Regions from separate parts of the Mus musculus genome. Here region 2 is linked to region 1. The links are chromatin contacts, called in public Micro-C maps. All regions are on one chromosome and are shown on one strand. Each heading gives the region's core, a stretch centred on a gene start, on an enhancer-like site or on the middle of the called end of the contact. The rest is flanking DNA. Distances are from core to core; before and after follow the strand shown. Region 1 overlaps Ank3 (ankyrin 3, epithelial). Region 2 overlaps Ank3 (ankyrin 3, epithelial).

Region 1 (7,507 bases), core at 3,593-6,092:
AGGCAGCTAGGGTGAGGATCTGAAGCCCACACCCACAGTGACACACCTACTCTAACAAGGCCACACCCACTCCTACAAGGCCACACCTCCTAAGAGGGCCACTATCTGGGCCAAGCATATACAAACCATCACAGCCTCTTATTCTCATACAAATATAGATCCAAATGCACATATATACATGCACACACCCACACCCATACTTTAAAAAAAATTTTTTTTGCTAGATTTCTATTGACACTGCCTGTAACTCAGATTCCAACTATCTAGGCTCCCTGCATACTGTGTTTATTGAAATAGGGGATGAAACTATGTATATTTTTTCCCCTATGAGATCTCAACATCGGGGTCCCACAGATTGAGGGAAGGTATTCCCCCAGGGAGTCTGCCAGGTGTGTGTATTCCTGGTCCCCCACCACCACCACCACCACCACATCCCGGAGCCCCTGATTCACTGATGCCCCCTCACAGCCTTTTCAAGAACCTTCTTCCCACACCATCCCTTGTCCCCTGGGTTCTTGTACTAACTCTTCTGAGACTCCACCCATCTTCAAGGACAAGAAGGTGAATGTCAACTAGACCATTCCCTTCCATTCCTGGCCTCTCCCTCTTGCCTGAGCTGACCGACGATATTATTTCTTTATTTTTGCATAAACCTTCAGAGCTAGCAGGCTTGCCAAGACTCTCTGACCGTTGAGAGTGTTCTGCATAACGGTGGAAGGCTCCTGGGGCGCTCAGTACAGACTGGAAAAGCCTGTGTGCTGGTGTTATAATTAACTGGATTTCTTCCTGCAGAAGTGAAAATTACTGCAGTGTATTTAGATTCTCACAAGAGTTGTTGAGCCTGGGTGAGGGATGGATTTAGGAAGAAATTGAAGTTCAGTTATGAGGCATCAGAGCTTCAGAGTGTGAGGACTTTTGAGGTCACCCATTTTCTTCAGAAGAGAACCGAAGGAGGGGGCAGGGGGGCGGGGAGGGGAGAACATGGCCCTGAACCACACAGCCAGGCTTACCATCATCCCAGGAGGCAACTCCTCTCAGAGAAATGACTCAACTCTGTCTCTGCTTTTCAGTAGAAGTTGTGTGTGTGTGGGGGGGGGGGCACAGGCATGTGTGTGTACATGTGGCAGGTAGGGGTGTTTTCCTGTGTGTGTATGTTGACATCCGGGGTGTTTTTTAGACAGGATCACTGAAGCTGGAGTTTGAGTTTCAGGTAGACCTGACCAGTGGACCGCAATATCCTCTCATCTCTGCCTCCTCAGCATTGAGGATACAGGAGTTCCACACCAGTGCTGGGGAATCCAACTTGTGTCCTCCTGCCAGGCAGCAAGCACTTTACCCACTGAGTGTCTCTGCAGGCAACATCTTTGTATATTTCTGAATCTTGTTTTGCTTTGTCTTTCTTCACTTTGTTTGGTTTTGAAACAGGGTATCAACCTTAGCCTAGACTGGCCTGGAACTTACAGCAATCCTCCTGCCTCTGTCACCCAAGTTCTGGGATTGCAAACGTGAGGCACCATGCCTACATAGAGGACCAGCTTTGTCTAGAATTTGCTTTTATCCCCAGACTGGATGATATCCCTGAGGCGCACCGGGGCCTCCATAGTACCTGGTGCCATTGCTAAAGGACTACAAATAAAAGTTCTCCAAAACCAAACCAAACCACAACAAACAAAAACCAGTCTGTTTTCTCCCATTTGCATAACAGAATCATTCTACCATTTTCAAGTCTCATTGGTCTCTGTGTGTATGGGAATCTCACAATAGGAAAAGCCACACGTTCATTAGGGCAATCAGGGTGCCTCCTACAACCTAGAGATCCTGGGGGGGGGGGGGGCTTCTGAAAAGGCTGCAAAGCCCACTCCTGTTGTCCCAGGGATCTTCAAAGACACGTTCCTTTTGCCCAATAGCTGACGTGATTTTTCTCCCAGCCTAAAACTTGTATGCCTCTTACTCTTGGTTCTTGCTTGTTTATAGCAGCAAATGATGAGGTCTGGTGGCCTGGGGCATTAAGACTCTCAGCTTGCCTGCATTTCTCCAGCTTCTGCACTGCAGAGAGCTCCATCTTCCTTCCTGGTGTGTTTACTGCCAGCCACCTGAGATGCCATGGAGGCTTGTCCCGGTCTCTCACTCTGTCTTATACAGAAACCATTTGGGGGTTTGGACTCAATTCCCCCCCACCTTTTCTCACATTTAACATCCAGTTAGCCATTATCATGAGGTTCTTCACAGCTCAAAATGGTTTGTGGGTTAACATTTCCATGTTCCTTACACCCCCCTACATTTTAAATAAGGCCCTTTATAGCTTTAGCTCAAGAACTAGGGTACCAGATGTTGGCGCTGCAAGAACTGTCTTTGGAGGATTTAATTGGGATGTGGTACTGCAGATTCTATTGGCGGAGTGAATTTCAGCCTAAGCCGTGCACCTTATCCTTGAAATACATGCAAACAGCTGGCAAGAGTGACTCCCTAGACCATTGGTTCTCAACCTTCCTAATGCCACAACCCTTTAGTATACTTCCTCGTGTTGTGGTGATCCCCCAACTGTAACATTGTATTTGTCGCTACTTCATAACAGTAATTCTGCTACTGTTATGAATCATAATATAAATACTTTTGGAGATAGACGTTTGACAGAAGGGTCATAACCCACAGGTTGAGAACCCCAGCCCTAGACAGTCACATGCATTTTGTGGGAGTACCAAGCCACACTATTTTATGCAAGAGCAGTTGTTGAGCCTATCCTTAGGGCAAGACTAGATACCTTCCTATCAAATTTGAGTTCGAGATCCCTGAAGCATCTGTCCCCGACCCCTCCTCCCCTGTGCAACAATTCCAGTTCCTTGGGCAAGCAACTCTTTTTTTTTTTTAATCTTTTTTTTTTAAAGATTTATTTATTTATTATATGTAAGTACATTGTAGCTGTCTTCAGACACTCCAGAAGAGGGAGTCAGATCTCGTTACGGATGGTTGTGAGCCACCATGTGGTTGCTGGGATTTGAACTCTGGACCTTCGGAAGAGCAGTCGGGTGCTCTTACCCACTGAGCCATCTCACCAGCCTGGCAAGCAACTCTTTAGCTAAATGAGGACATCCCGAATGTCATCTCTTGTCTGTCTTTAAAGAACTCAGTTGGCTCATGCCATCCCAGTCAGTGCCCTGCCCACCACTGCCAGGTGGGTTTCCGGTTTCAATTGTTTCTTAAAACACGGCACTCAATCGCCATTGGTTATCAGGCCAATGCCAGATTCCCGGGGAATCTGACTCCTTTTGGGGACATCTACTGATACTAACACAAATTGGGATTGTGTTGGCGTCTAGCCACGTGCATACAATATTAGTGAATTCTGACAGCATGTGTGCTTTAGGGTGGCTTTGGTTCCGTGAAACAGAGGTTTTATAGGCCAGAAAGTGTTCAGGGGAGGGAAAGAAAACTGTACAAAGTCTGTCACAGGAGAGGGATTCAGCTGACGGTGGTGCATGCTGGGTATTCTGCCCCCCAGTGCGGCTGCAACTGTCTGGATGGAGCTGAGACCGGTAGCAAGGTAGCAAGATAATTCTTTATTCACCACAGTGGTTGCACAGTCTGATTGGACTTGATGCAACATCAAAAATAGGAGTTATCAAAGACATAGATCCATGTGCACCCAGGGCTGCTATCAAGTGACAAGGTCGTCTACCGACTAAGAGACCTATCTGGAAATCATCTGTCTGGCATGGAATTTCTTTTTTTTTTTTTTTAAAGATTTATTTATTATTATATGTAAGTACACTGTAGCTGTCTTCAGACACACCAGAAGAGGGAGTCAGATCTTGTTACGGATGGTTGTGAGCCACCATGTGGTTGCTGGGATTTGAACTCTGGACCTTCGGAAGAGCAGTCGGGTGCTCTTACCCACTGAGCCATCTCACCAGCCCATGGAATTTCTTTTATCTTCAATTGTCTTTAAAAGTCTTAGAACCTGGGGCTCAGTGGTTAAGAGCACTGACTGCTCTTCCAGAGGACCTGAGTTCCATTCCCAGCAACCACGTGGTGGCTCACAACCATCTGTAATGGGATCTGATGCCCTCTTCTGGTGCATCTGAGGACAGTGACAGTGTACTCATATAAATACAATAAATAAATAAATAAATAAATAAATAAATAAATAAATAAACCTTTTTTTTTTAATCTTAGCAGCTGTTCACATTTTCTTGCTGTGCCTGTGACAAACCCCGTGATCAGAAGAGGAAACTTAGGCTGACGCTTCCAGCTCAGAGTCCGTCTCGAAGTGAGGGCAGAAACTGTGAGGAACCCTGCTTGCTAGCTTACTTGCTCAAGCATTCATTATTAACTCTCTCATTCAGCCCCATAGCACCTGCCTAGGGACGACATTTCCCCCCAAAGCTTGCCTATATCAGTTAGCAACCAAGACACACATGGGTGTGAGCAATGAACCCTGCGCCTCTGCTGGTCCATATGATGGGAGCAGACAAGGGGTCCCTCCTCCCGCCGAGAAAGGAATAGGTGCCGCTGGTGACCTACGAATCTCTCAGATGCTTTGGTTTCTTTGGGGGGAGCTTTACACTCAATGCTGTTTTAAAGTAAACATGCCCCGAAAAGAACAGAGGTTCACCTGGAACGCATGTTTGCACGAATCAAAGCTGGAACACTAGTGACTTCTGGAGGTGGAGAACGCTCTGCCAGAGTCGTTGCAGGCGGATGAATTCTGAATCCTTTCCACTGGAGCTTTTTTGTAAAGGTTGGAGCTGTACTAGGGGCATCTAAGGCTTTGTCTCAGGCTGGACACAGTCCCAGGTTGCATTATGAGTCTGGCTGTTTTGCTCAACTGTTCCACAAGGGGGCAGTGCAGGAAAGCCAGCAACTGATCTGAGGAGGCTTTCCAAAGAATGTGGCACTCCTTCTCCTCTGGAAGAGATTGTTTCCTGATCTAGAGATTGAGGGTAAACTGAATCCGAGCTCTTAAGAAACAAACACAGAGCGGGCAGTGGTGGCGCACGTCTTTGATCCCAGCACTTGGGAGGCAAAGGCAGGTGGATTTCTGAGTTCCAGGCCAGCCTGGTCTACAGAGTGAGTTCCAGGACAGCCAGGGCTACACAGAGAAACCCTGTCTCAAAAACCCAAAAAACAAAAACAAAAACAAAACAAAACAAAAAAGAAATAAACACAGACAGAGACAAATACAGATACTAGCACCCAACCAATGGACAGAAGCGGGGACCCCTGTGGTTGAATTGGGGGAAAAGCTGGAAGAAGCTGAGGAGGGTGACCCTATAGGAAGACCAACAGTCTCAACTAATCTGGACTCCCGAGATCTCTCAGACACTGAGCCACCAACCAGACACCATAAACTAGCAGGTCCGAGGCCACATATACAGCAGAGGACTGACTGGTTAGGCCTCAGTGAGAGAAAATGCACCTAACCCTCGAGAAATTTGCGGCCTCAGGGAGTGGGGAGGCCTGGCAGGGTGTGGGATGGGTGTGGGTGTGTGGGGAGATACTCTTGGAACAGGGGTTGGGGGGTTGGGGGAGAGGTTTTGAGGCAAGTGTGGGGGGACTGTCAGAGGGCAGACCTGGAAGGGGATAATGACTGGACTGCAAAAAAAAAAAAAAAAAAAAAAAAAGATTAAGGACTTTTTTAAAATGTAAAGCATTAAAAAGAAACAAGAACTAAACACAATATGGAATTTGATAGCATTATACATTTTTCCTTTGTTTGTATTCACGATACTCCCTGACTAGGGAGTTCATGTGCACTGCTCAAAGGTTGACTACATACTGTGTCCAACAGTACTGTCATTAGACAGTTGCTCTCATACTGTATATACAAGGTACATACTGTATATACATATATCACATATAGGCTATTATACAGGCTTTCATATGTACATGAAAATCTGATTCATGTTTCAATTATCCAATTTTTGTGGTGCTGAAATCAGGACAAATATTCATAAATAAAAGTAAATCCATTTTGTCTTGTCATGAAGTGTAAGGGTGGGCTAGAGAGGTGACTCAGAGGTTAGGAACACTTATGGCTTTTCCTGAGGACCTGGGTTTAATTCCTAGCACTTACATGGCAGCTTACAATCACCTGAGTCCATTTTCATGGGATCTAGCACCCACCTCTGACCTCTGAGGGCGATAGACATTCAAATGCTACACACACACACACACACACACACACACACACACACATGTGCGCGCAAGCAAACATGCATTCACATAAAGTGAAATTTAATTAATAAAAGAAAATTGAGGTCATCACAGTATTTTCAAGATATACTTCATACCATGTTTTAATGCAGAAGTGATAAATTTAAATAATGCTGCTGATAGCATGCTTGCACACAGACCTCTTCTTATTCTGCAAAGAAACTTCACATCTACTATCTTACTTGAACCCACAGCCCTCATGTGATGGACATAGGGCATGCAGTTGTAGCTGGTTTTGATTTATAGAGAAAGCACCTGAGCTATGACAGGCTGAGTGATTTCTAACCGAACAGGCTGGTGAGCTGACTCGGCCACTAAGGGTGTTGGCTGCTCTTCGAAAGGACCAGACTTGGGTTCCTAGCGCCCATGTTAGATAACTAACTGCTACCTGTAACTCCAGCTCCAGGGACCCAATTTCCTTCTTCTGACTTCCGTTGGCAGACAAACACACTCACTGACACATGTTAAAATAAGTCTGAGGAGGAGGAAGAAGAGGAAGAGGGTTAAAAGGAAATTAAGCCAACATGGAAGCCAGGAACTGTCTCCCCAAGTCAGTGCTCCACTATTCCGAAGCCTTGACTGGTCATCTTCTTTTCACCCCTAAATTTACCCTACTTATGGGGTCAGGTATGTGGGTCGGTGGACACAGTGCTTTCCTGGCATGCATGAGGATCAAGTCCCTAGCCCCAAATTTTATTTACCTCAAAGGAAAATGTCTTACTTGATAGCAATAAGGGGTAAAAAAAAAAATTTACCCCACACAGAATAAGTGGTACTTCTGTGCAGATTAAAAAAAAAATTCTATAAATCATATGAAGTTTCTCTTTAAAAAAAACAAAAACAAAAAACCAAGCCATTTTGTTACAAAAAGTCGATCTGATATGGTCAAATAACTTAGATAACTTTTTGTTTATTTGTTTGTTTGTTTGTTTTTGTTTTTTGAGACAGGGTTTCTCTGTGTAGCCCTGGCTGTCCTGGAACTCACTTTGTAGACCAGGCTGGCCTCAAACTTGGAAAATCGCCTGCCTCTGCCTCCCAAGTGCTGGGATTAAAGGCGTGCGCCACCACACCTGGCTTGGATAACTAACTTAAAAAGCAAAGTGGTTCATGATGGTTTATAGCTTCAGAGATTTCAGTCCCGGCTCAGGTGGCCCTGTTGCTAGGAAGCCTGGGAAAAGGAAGATCCGGGTGTCAGGAAGTAAGAGTGTAAAAAGGGTCTGGGTTAGTGTCCTGGCTTGCTGCCTGATGACTAGAAAGCAAAATTAAAAAGAGGGAGAGACCTGGACCCCGCAGT
Region 2 (7,507 bases), core at 1,982-4,481, 82 kb after region 1:
ACAAGTGTTTCGAGTGGTCCAGCGCGTACCTGCAATCCATGCTCAGGAGAACATTGTGCATTGCCTTGGAGGCCAAAGCTTTAAGGTGTTCAGAGATATTGATGATAGAGCCTTCAGTGTTTTAAACTTTTGTCTTCTCCTCACTGTGTCCTTGCCATCAGGTCCCTCCCAGAGACTAAATCAATCCAGGGGCTGAGGGAAGAAGGTCCTCGTGCTATCCCAGGCTCCATTTTTCCCATCTGTGTTTCTTGAAAACCAGACCAGGGCTAGCCACTTGGCTGCTCACCAATCAGGATCCAGAGACCTCTTGCCCTCTTCTGGCCTCTATGGGCACCTGTGCTCCTGGGTACATAGCTTCCCCTACAGATAAAAGTACATGTCTGTCTGTAGTGGTGGCATTAGAAGTGAAGCCTCCCATGCCAGGCAGGTCCGTTACTACTTAGCTGCGAATAGTGCCCAGTAATGTTGACTTCTTCTCAAGGGTTTTCTTTTACTGAGCTTCTTGCCTTTGTAGTCCAGGCCCCGACTCTTCTTGGTCCTCCAGGCCTCCTGCTGTACCATTCAATGTCTTCCTGAAGAAGAAGCACTAGTCGTTTGTCCATATATAATTTTTAAATCACCAAGGCATATTCTATAAAGAGAATTTGTAATCTGTGTTTACATGAAGCCAAAAGTAAAAGTAAAAAGGGCCATTGTTGTAGAATCAGTCGTGAAGAATTTCAGATTCGGGGCTGTTTCCTTAATAGAAATGTTGAAGGTAGAATTCTCTTTTGGGAAAACAGAAAGCCATCTGTGCCTTAGGTATAAATCAAAAGGAAGAATGTTTTTAATGGAAGATCCATAAGCTCAGATTATACATGGCCACTACACTTTTTATACCACCACAATTTTGAGGAGATGCTAAGGGATCTCTTTTTTTTTTTTTTTTTGTGACTAGGACAAGAGGGGAAAAATTAACATTAGACACCCAGCTTACATTCTAGTCCTTTTCCTTAAACAGTGTCTAAGCAAGAGCTAAGAAAACTAGGGCAAGGGCTATTTTTAAGGCATCTTTAAAGTTCTTTATTTGGGGGATTTGCAAGCAAAATGGTGTGAAGATTTGCCTGACTGCAGTTGTTAGTTCTGCCAGATTTGGAAAGCAGTGTGAAAATAATATTGATTCCACTTATTATTTCCTATTAAGAATTTACCAAATCTTATCAAATCGATCCAATCCCATGTGCGTTTGTGTCTGAAGATAAGACAGATGAGGTTCTGTGGCGATGAAAATTCCCTACCTAGAAGAGCAAGCGCGTGTGCCTTTTCTCGAAAGCCATAACTCCAGTGAGATAATCTGCAGGGCCTGAAGTCCTCAGCCCTACATACAGGGTCTTCAAATCTTCTCTCTCATTTCTTGCAACAAGTATAGCATCTGTCTTAGCCAGCAGGGGTTGAGGAAAGAGAAGAGCATCAACCTCAACCCTGTCTTTTCATACTCATGGAACAGTCAGCAATTCACAAAGCATGCTGGGGACTCATCTAGCTGACTGTATCATAGGAGGTGGACCAGGCCGGGGAGGGGGTGGGGGAGGAATGAGCTGTTTAAGACCTTGATACATTGTGGCAGTGCTCTGTGGAGACAACACTGTCTCCATGACGTCATGGAGACACAGAAGCCAAGCACAGCTCTTCCGTGCTGGTCACTGACAGAATTCAGGATGGTTATTATTCATATGGCTCTCCTGGCCCTATGGCTCACACCTACCTACAGGAGACCCTAAGGGTCTGTGCGTATGGAGGGTACTCTGTACTTGATGAGAAGGGCCTGCAGACTGAGACAGTGTTCCTGAGGTTGAATTTCCTTCTGAATTTCTGACCTCCTGGCCTTGGTGTTCAATGGTTACCAACTGCTCCTTGCTTTTTCCTTCTTGGGAGAGATATGGCTCTGTCCTCAGTCTGCCAGGCTGGTGCAATGGGCCACAGATCTTAGTCCCACAGAGGTTCACTCTCAGACAACCCAGACTTATACAAAACATGTGATGAAAGGATGAGACTCTGTCACAAGGTCCTATGGATACAAAGCAATATGAGAAGCCAAAGGAAGATAGTGGTATACTCAGAGCTTCTGAAAGCAAATGCTCTGAGAGATACAGGAACACAGATCTACTATTTGAAAACACAAAGTTACCATTTCAGGCTCCTTTGTTCATCTGCTCTTCCTCTTTTCCTCTTTCCCTGTCTTTCCTTCTCTGTCTACTGAGAGTCCAGTAGGATTAGTCCAACCAAAGCATCATTTAACTCACCATACATGTACAGAAGAGCAGTCATGGCCGTCCTAGAGTCTTAGAAAGCTTGCTAGACTCAGAAAAGAAAATGGTTTGTTTGCTCACTTATATCTCCTACTTGTTAATAGGTCCCGGGTGCTCTTCATTTGGAATTGTGATGGGGGAGGGGGAAATGCACTCTCCTCCGAGGGTGGCAATAGTCACCTCATCTGTGTGTGCTGGGAACTTGACCTAAGAGTTGGTGATGTCCCTAGCCAGTCTAGACATCCTCTCTGTCTTTCGCTTTTAACTGTTCCTCTTTCCGCCCATTCCTCCCTCCCTGCTCCTTTCTGGCTTCCAAAAGCAAAGCTTTCAGTAAGACTTTATTATGGGAATTGTCCTTTTCAGACTTCCTTTAAAATTTGTGACTAATTGTAATTCACAGTTCAAATGAGCAGGAGAAGAAATAAATGACCATAATGTACCCACATTTTACCTTGACATGGGACACACTTTTAATCTTAAACGCATTTTGGAAGAACTTTCATGTGTTGTCAGTTGAGCTCTTAGTTTTGTAACCCTATCAGAAACCAATTTTGAAACTCTGGAAACATACCTTTCCACAGCCCCCTCCCCGACACACATACACTTCTAGGACAATCCCATGAGACCTTGAGGCTGCTGACAGTTCATCCTCCGCCCCCTGTGGCTGCTCAGTGCTCTCTTAAGGTCCCTGGGTCTCATTCACCAGAACTTCCGTGGTTGGTGCTCATTTCTTTATCCGAGCCTACAGTTTCTTCCCGAGACACTGCTGTTCAGCTGAGCTGAGCTGAGCACTTTGACCGGGATGCAAATAATGCAAACATGTGTCATTTTATTTTCTCACCTCCCAGAGGGACCTTCCCACACGCTTCTGCCCCTGGATGGAGTGCTGTATGACTGTGAATAATTCACTGGGGTGAATAATTCTGCATTTGGCAATCCTATGACAAAATGAGTCCCGTGAACACAGCAGATGTACATTCTGAGTGGCTGCCATCAGCGTGCATCTGGGGAGTTATTTACTGGTTATTGGCAGATTCGGGGGAGGGGAATGGGGGAGGCAGAAGAGCCAAGGACTCTGCTCTCTCCTCCTTTCTTTTTCTGACAATTGCCCCAGGACGGAACCTTCTCAGTCTGAATCCTTCCATGGAACTCTTAGAGGGAAACGTTTATGCTCCTGGTTTTCCCCTGAACCAGGAGATGCGGGCCCTGCCCTGGCCATTATATAAACTCCAGTCACTCATAGGAAAACAGTCGAGGCCAAGCTCTGTGGCCTCTGTGTGGCATTGTCCAGCTTTACCCAAGTGAATTGGGGGGATTTTTCGCTCTGAAACTTGGAGAGCAGCTTAAGTAATTGGAGCTACATTATTCCTCCTGGAGCCTGCCAGGTCAGTAGCCCCAATAAAGCATGGAAGGATACAGGGAACCCAAATGGGCAATGGTAGGGACACACCATCATATCTTTGTCCCTGTGCTGACACTGCAGAACTCCATGCCTCCTGTCTGCTGTGGTCCTGCGGGAGACAGTGCTTGTGCCTCATCTGCACTCCTCACACTGAAGTCTCCCTTCCCGTTTGCCTGTCTTCCTGTATCTTTGATCACAATAAGACTGACGTGCAGTCAGAACATCTTCCTGAATTGTAGCATCACATATCTCCCATGTTGCTAGTGCTGGGCAAGAGTGAGCAGCTTGGCCTTGTCTGGAGGCTTCAAAGCACAGGCCTTTGAAGTCATGACTCTTTTTTGGCGATGTTGTTGCGATTCCTCCTGTGTTCCTAGTCTCCTATGTCCCCTCCCTGCTTGCCCTAGCTTGCTTTCTGTCACTATAATAAAGACCACGACCAAAAGCAACATTTGGTGAAAAGGTTTGCAGTCCATCATTGAGGGAAGCCAAGGCAGGAACTCTAACAGGGCAGGAACCTAGGAGCAGACACGGCAGCGGAAACTATAGGGGAACACTGCTTCCTGGTTTGTTCTCCAGGGCTCATGCAGTTTGCTTACTTATACCACCCTGGACTATCTGCCCAGGAGTGATGTCCTTAATCAAGAAAGTGCTCCACAAATTTCCCCACAGGAAATCTCTCAATTGAGGTTCCATCTTTCTAGATGACTCTAGCTTATGTCAAGGTGACAACTGACTGGGACACTGCACTAAAAATATAAAATAAAATAAAATAAAATAAAATAAAATAAAATAAAATAAAATACCAGGCCCTTCTCAGAAGCATGCATCCAGCCATGCTCTAAGACTCAGAGTTAGCAGCCTACACTCAAATGTTTGCTCAAGCTCCCAATATATATATATATATATTTAGATGCATATATAGATATTTAGATAGATAGATAGATAGATAGATAGATAGATAGATAGATAGATAGATATTTAGGTACTTATATATGTATATATTTAGATACATATATAAATATATATATTTATATTTTGATACATAGAAATATATATATAGATAAATATATAAATGTATTTAGATACATACATACATACATGATCACCTTCTTGCCTTGCCCATCCCTAATCATAAGTGACAAACCATAATGTAACTTTGACTTTCTTTACCGTAATACTTGGTATATAGTAAGCCCCACATCTAGCCTCACAGTTGATATACATGAATAGTAAATCCTTTAGCTGTCAGCTGTGTAGCCTCAGCACAGTGGCTGCCTTCCGGTCCTTCCTAGGAAGATGCTTGGTGACTAGACCACGCCTTTTCCCCTCTCCCTCTTTCTTGCCTGTCATTTTCTTACTGTTTCCCCTCTAATTCTCCACCTTCCATGAGACTTGGCTAGAGATCCTTGCTGTTGAAAACTTTCTCCTATAATTCTGGTGCAACTGGAAGGACAAACAGTCATGGTATGCATTTAATGTCTCCCTCAGCCTCACTCCAACTCAAACCATGGGTATTTTTATATCTGTGCCTCTGTTTCTTTGTATTCAGTCAGAATTAAGGTGGCTTTTAACAGTCATCCGCATTCAGAGAGCCGAGTTATTTTTGAATCGGTCTTTATGAGAGGCACTGACTGTGAGCCAAGCGTTAAGGATTGGGATTTTATGTAATGGGAAGGAGTGTGTGTGTGTGTGTGTGTGTGTGTGTGTTTGAAAAAAAGATGATTCTAGACACAGTCCTCCACAAATGCGTTTCCCCGAGTTGTTGTGTTTGAGACATCAAACAGCCCTTCCTGATCAACCTTTGCTCGTTACGGTTGTGGATATTTCTTTTGTGAGTTGCCTGCCAGAGTAACAACACTGGAGGTCTTTGTACCCCTCCTGAAGTCGATGGAATCAGGCTGTCTGGTCGGATAGACATCTTGCAGAATGCAATCTGCTCTCCCAGTTCTTCGGGTTGAGTTCATGAGAGTATGGCTTACAGGAAAGGTTGAAGTTCAAGTAGCAGTGAAAAGCCCTGTGGAACCACGACCAGTCTGTACCCATCATGCTTTGCTCTCCTTGCCTTCTGGGAACAGCTGTGCTGCTCAGCTGTGAGGGGTGGTGTTCGTCCTCTCATCTGCTTCTCTCATGAGTCACCTAATTTCCATTTGCTCAGTGATCACAGAGTGTGGCTGCCACAAGTTCAAGTTCATGCTGGAGTAGGAGAGAGATGGGAATCTGCAGAGGTGAGGTACACAGTGCCTGGATGGGAGTGTGGGTCTGTGTGTGTATGCTTGTGTGTCTCGGTATGTATCTATGTGTGTGTGTATGTCTGTGTGTATGTGTCTGCTTGTGTGTTTCTGTGTGTATCTTTATGTGTGTACGTGTATCTGTATATGTGTGTATATATGTTTGTGTACATGTATGTATGTCTGTATTTGTGTATTGGTATGTGTGAGTGTGCCTGTGCGTGTGGTCTGTGTGTCTGTGTGTGTGTGTATGTGTGCCTGTGGGTATGTGGTGTATGTATGTGTGTCTGTGTGCATGTGTGTATCTGTGTGTGTGCATGTGGGTCTGTGTGTGTATGTCTGTATGTCTCTGTATGTATATGTGTTGAGTACCTCTGTGTGTATATCTGTTTGCGTGTCTCTGTATGTGTCTGTGTTGTGTACCTCTGTGTATGTGTCTATATGTATCTGTGTGTGTGTGTGTTCCTGCTTTATAACCACCTTATGCCTTATTCCTTTGAAGCCTAGTTTTTCAGTGAACCTGAGATTTACAGGTCTCTTGCCTAGGCTGGCTGGCCAGCAAGCCCCAACAGTCCCCTTGTCTCCACCCCGCACAGCCAAATGCACAGGCACCACCCAGCTTTTGGTGCAGATGCTGGGACTTTGACCTAAGGTCCTCATGACTGTGCGGCAAATGCTCTTACCCACTAAGCTGCCTTTCCAGCCCTGCTGTCTTTCAAAGCTTGAGTCCACCAGTTCTCCATCCTTCAGCGGGGAATGAGTATCTGACTTTCCACTCTCATTGCCAGTAGGGTAGATCCATCCCATGCATGTCTGTGTACCAGGCGTATTGTGCCTGTCTGACCTAGATGAGTCTAATGTGAATTAGTTTCTCGTGTGGCCTTTGAAGTCTGTACATCTTCTTTTAGGGATAACTTTCTGTAAAATTAAAAATATAATACAAAATCTCATGAGAGTAACAAAGAAAAATTTACTCTATCACCTTACTGCTGTGACCTGGAAGTTTTCAGATGTGGGGTCCCTATTCTGTATGAAGCCCTTCCAGTATAATATCCTATGGAGGTGACTCAGCCCTGTGACATGAGTAACATGTTCTTATTTAACATCAAATGTAACACTTCTACATGGTGGACCGAAAAGTAAGGTTAAAAAAAGGACAAACCGGAAGAAGTCTGTGTAACTGTTAAGAAGAGCCTGCGGCTCTTAAACACTAAATCCCTAGACCTGAGTAATTTGTTAATGTGTTTCTGAGCTAGAGTGCAAGCCCAGGGCTGTCTTAATCCAGGGGGTCCACAATCACATTCTCCCTTGGAAGTACTGACAAATGCCAGTACTACCAGAAACAGAAACAGCTAGTTAATAATTTCTTTCGTGTGTGTGTGTGTGTGTGTGTGTGTGTGGTGAGGGAGATTGAGATTGTATGTAAATACAGTCGTGTGTGTGTGTGTGTTAGAAAAAGAGAGAGAGAGAGAGAGAGAGAGAGAGAGAGAGAGAGAGAGAGAGAGAGAGAGAGAGGTATTGTTTTAACTGGAGTCCCTCTTATCAGAAGACTCAAGCTGTGTCAAGTTGACAAAGAAAAAAAAGGGTAA

The links. A called contact is a pair of places that touch in the nucleus more often than the background predicts.
Region 2: a Micro-C map of MC3T3-E1-derived osteoblasts shows a contact between it and region 1, with 2.2 times the contacts expected there. The contact joins two enhancer-like sites. A contact is called at or near these places in 1 of 39 promoter capture datasets (the 3T3-L1 cell line), 1 of 15 datasets of contacts at CTCF or cohesin (the NIH/3T3 cell line), 12 of 484 Hi-C or Micro-C datasets (the 3T3-L1 cell line, the C3H10T1/2 cell line, MC3T3-E1-derived osteoblasts and 6 more) and 2 of 115 datasets of contacts at active chromatin or transcription factors (differentiating embryonic stem cells and neural progenitor cells).

The regions. Positions count from the first base shown.
Region 1 is chr10:69,657,704-69,665,210 of GRCm38.p6, forward strand. The region is part of intron 1 of Ank3 (ankyrin 3, epithelial); the gene reads left to right. Among named protein-coding and RNA genes, the nearest start is that of Gm33464, 98 kb to the left of the region's middle. Within about 2 kb of position 4,843, at least 29 of the 459 cell types and tissues checked have an H3K27ac peak or open chromatin away from gene starts, as enhancers often do.
Region 2 is chr10:69,741,185-69,748,691 of GRCm38.p6, forward strand. The region is part of intron 1 of Ank3 (ankyrin 3, epithelial); the gene reads left to right. Among named protein-coding and RNA genes, the nearest start is that of Gm33416, 120 kb to the right of the region's middle. Within about 2 kb of position 3,232, at least 57 of the 459 cell types and tissues checked have an H3K27ac peak or open chromatin away from gene starts, as enhancers often do.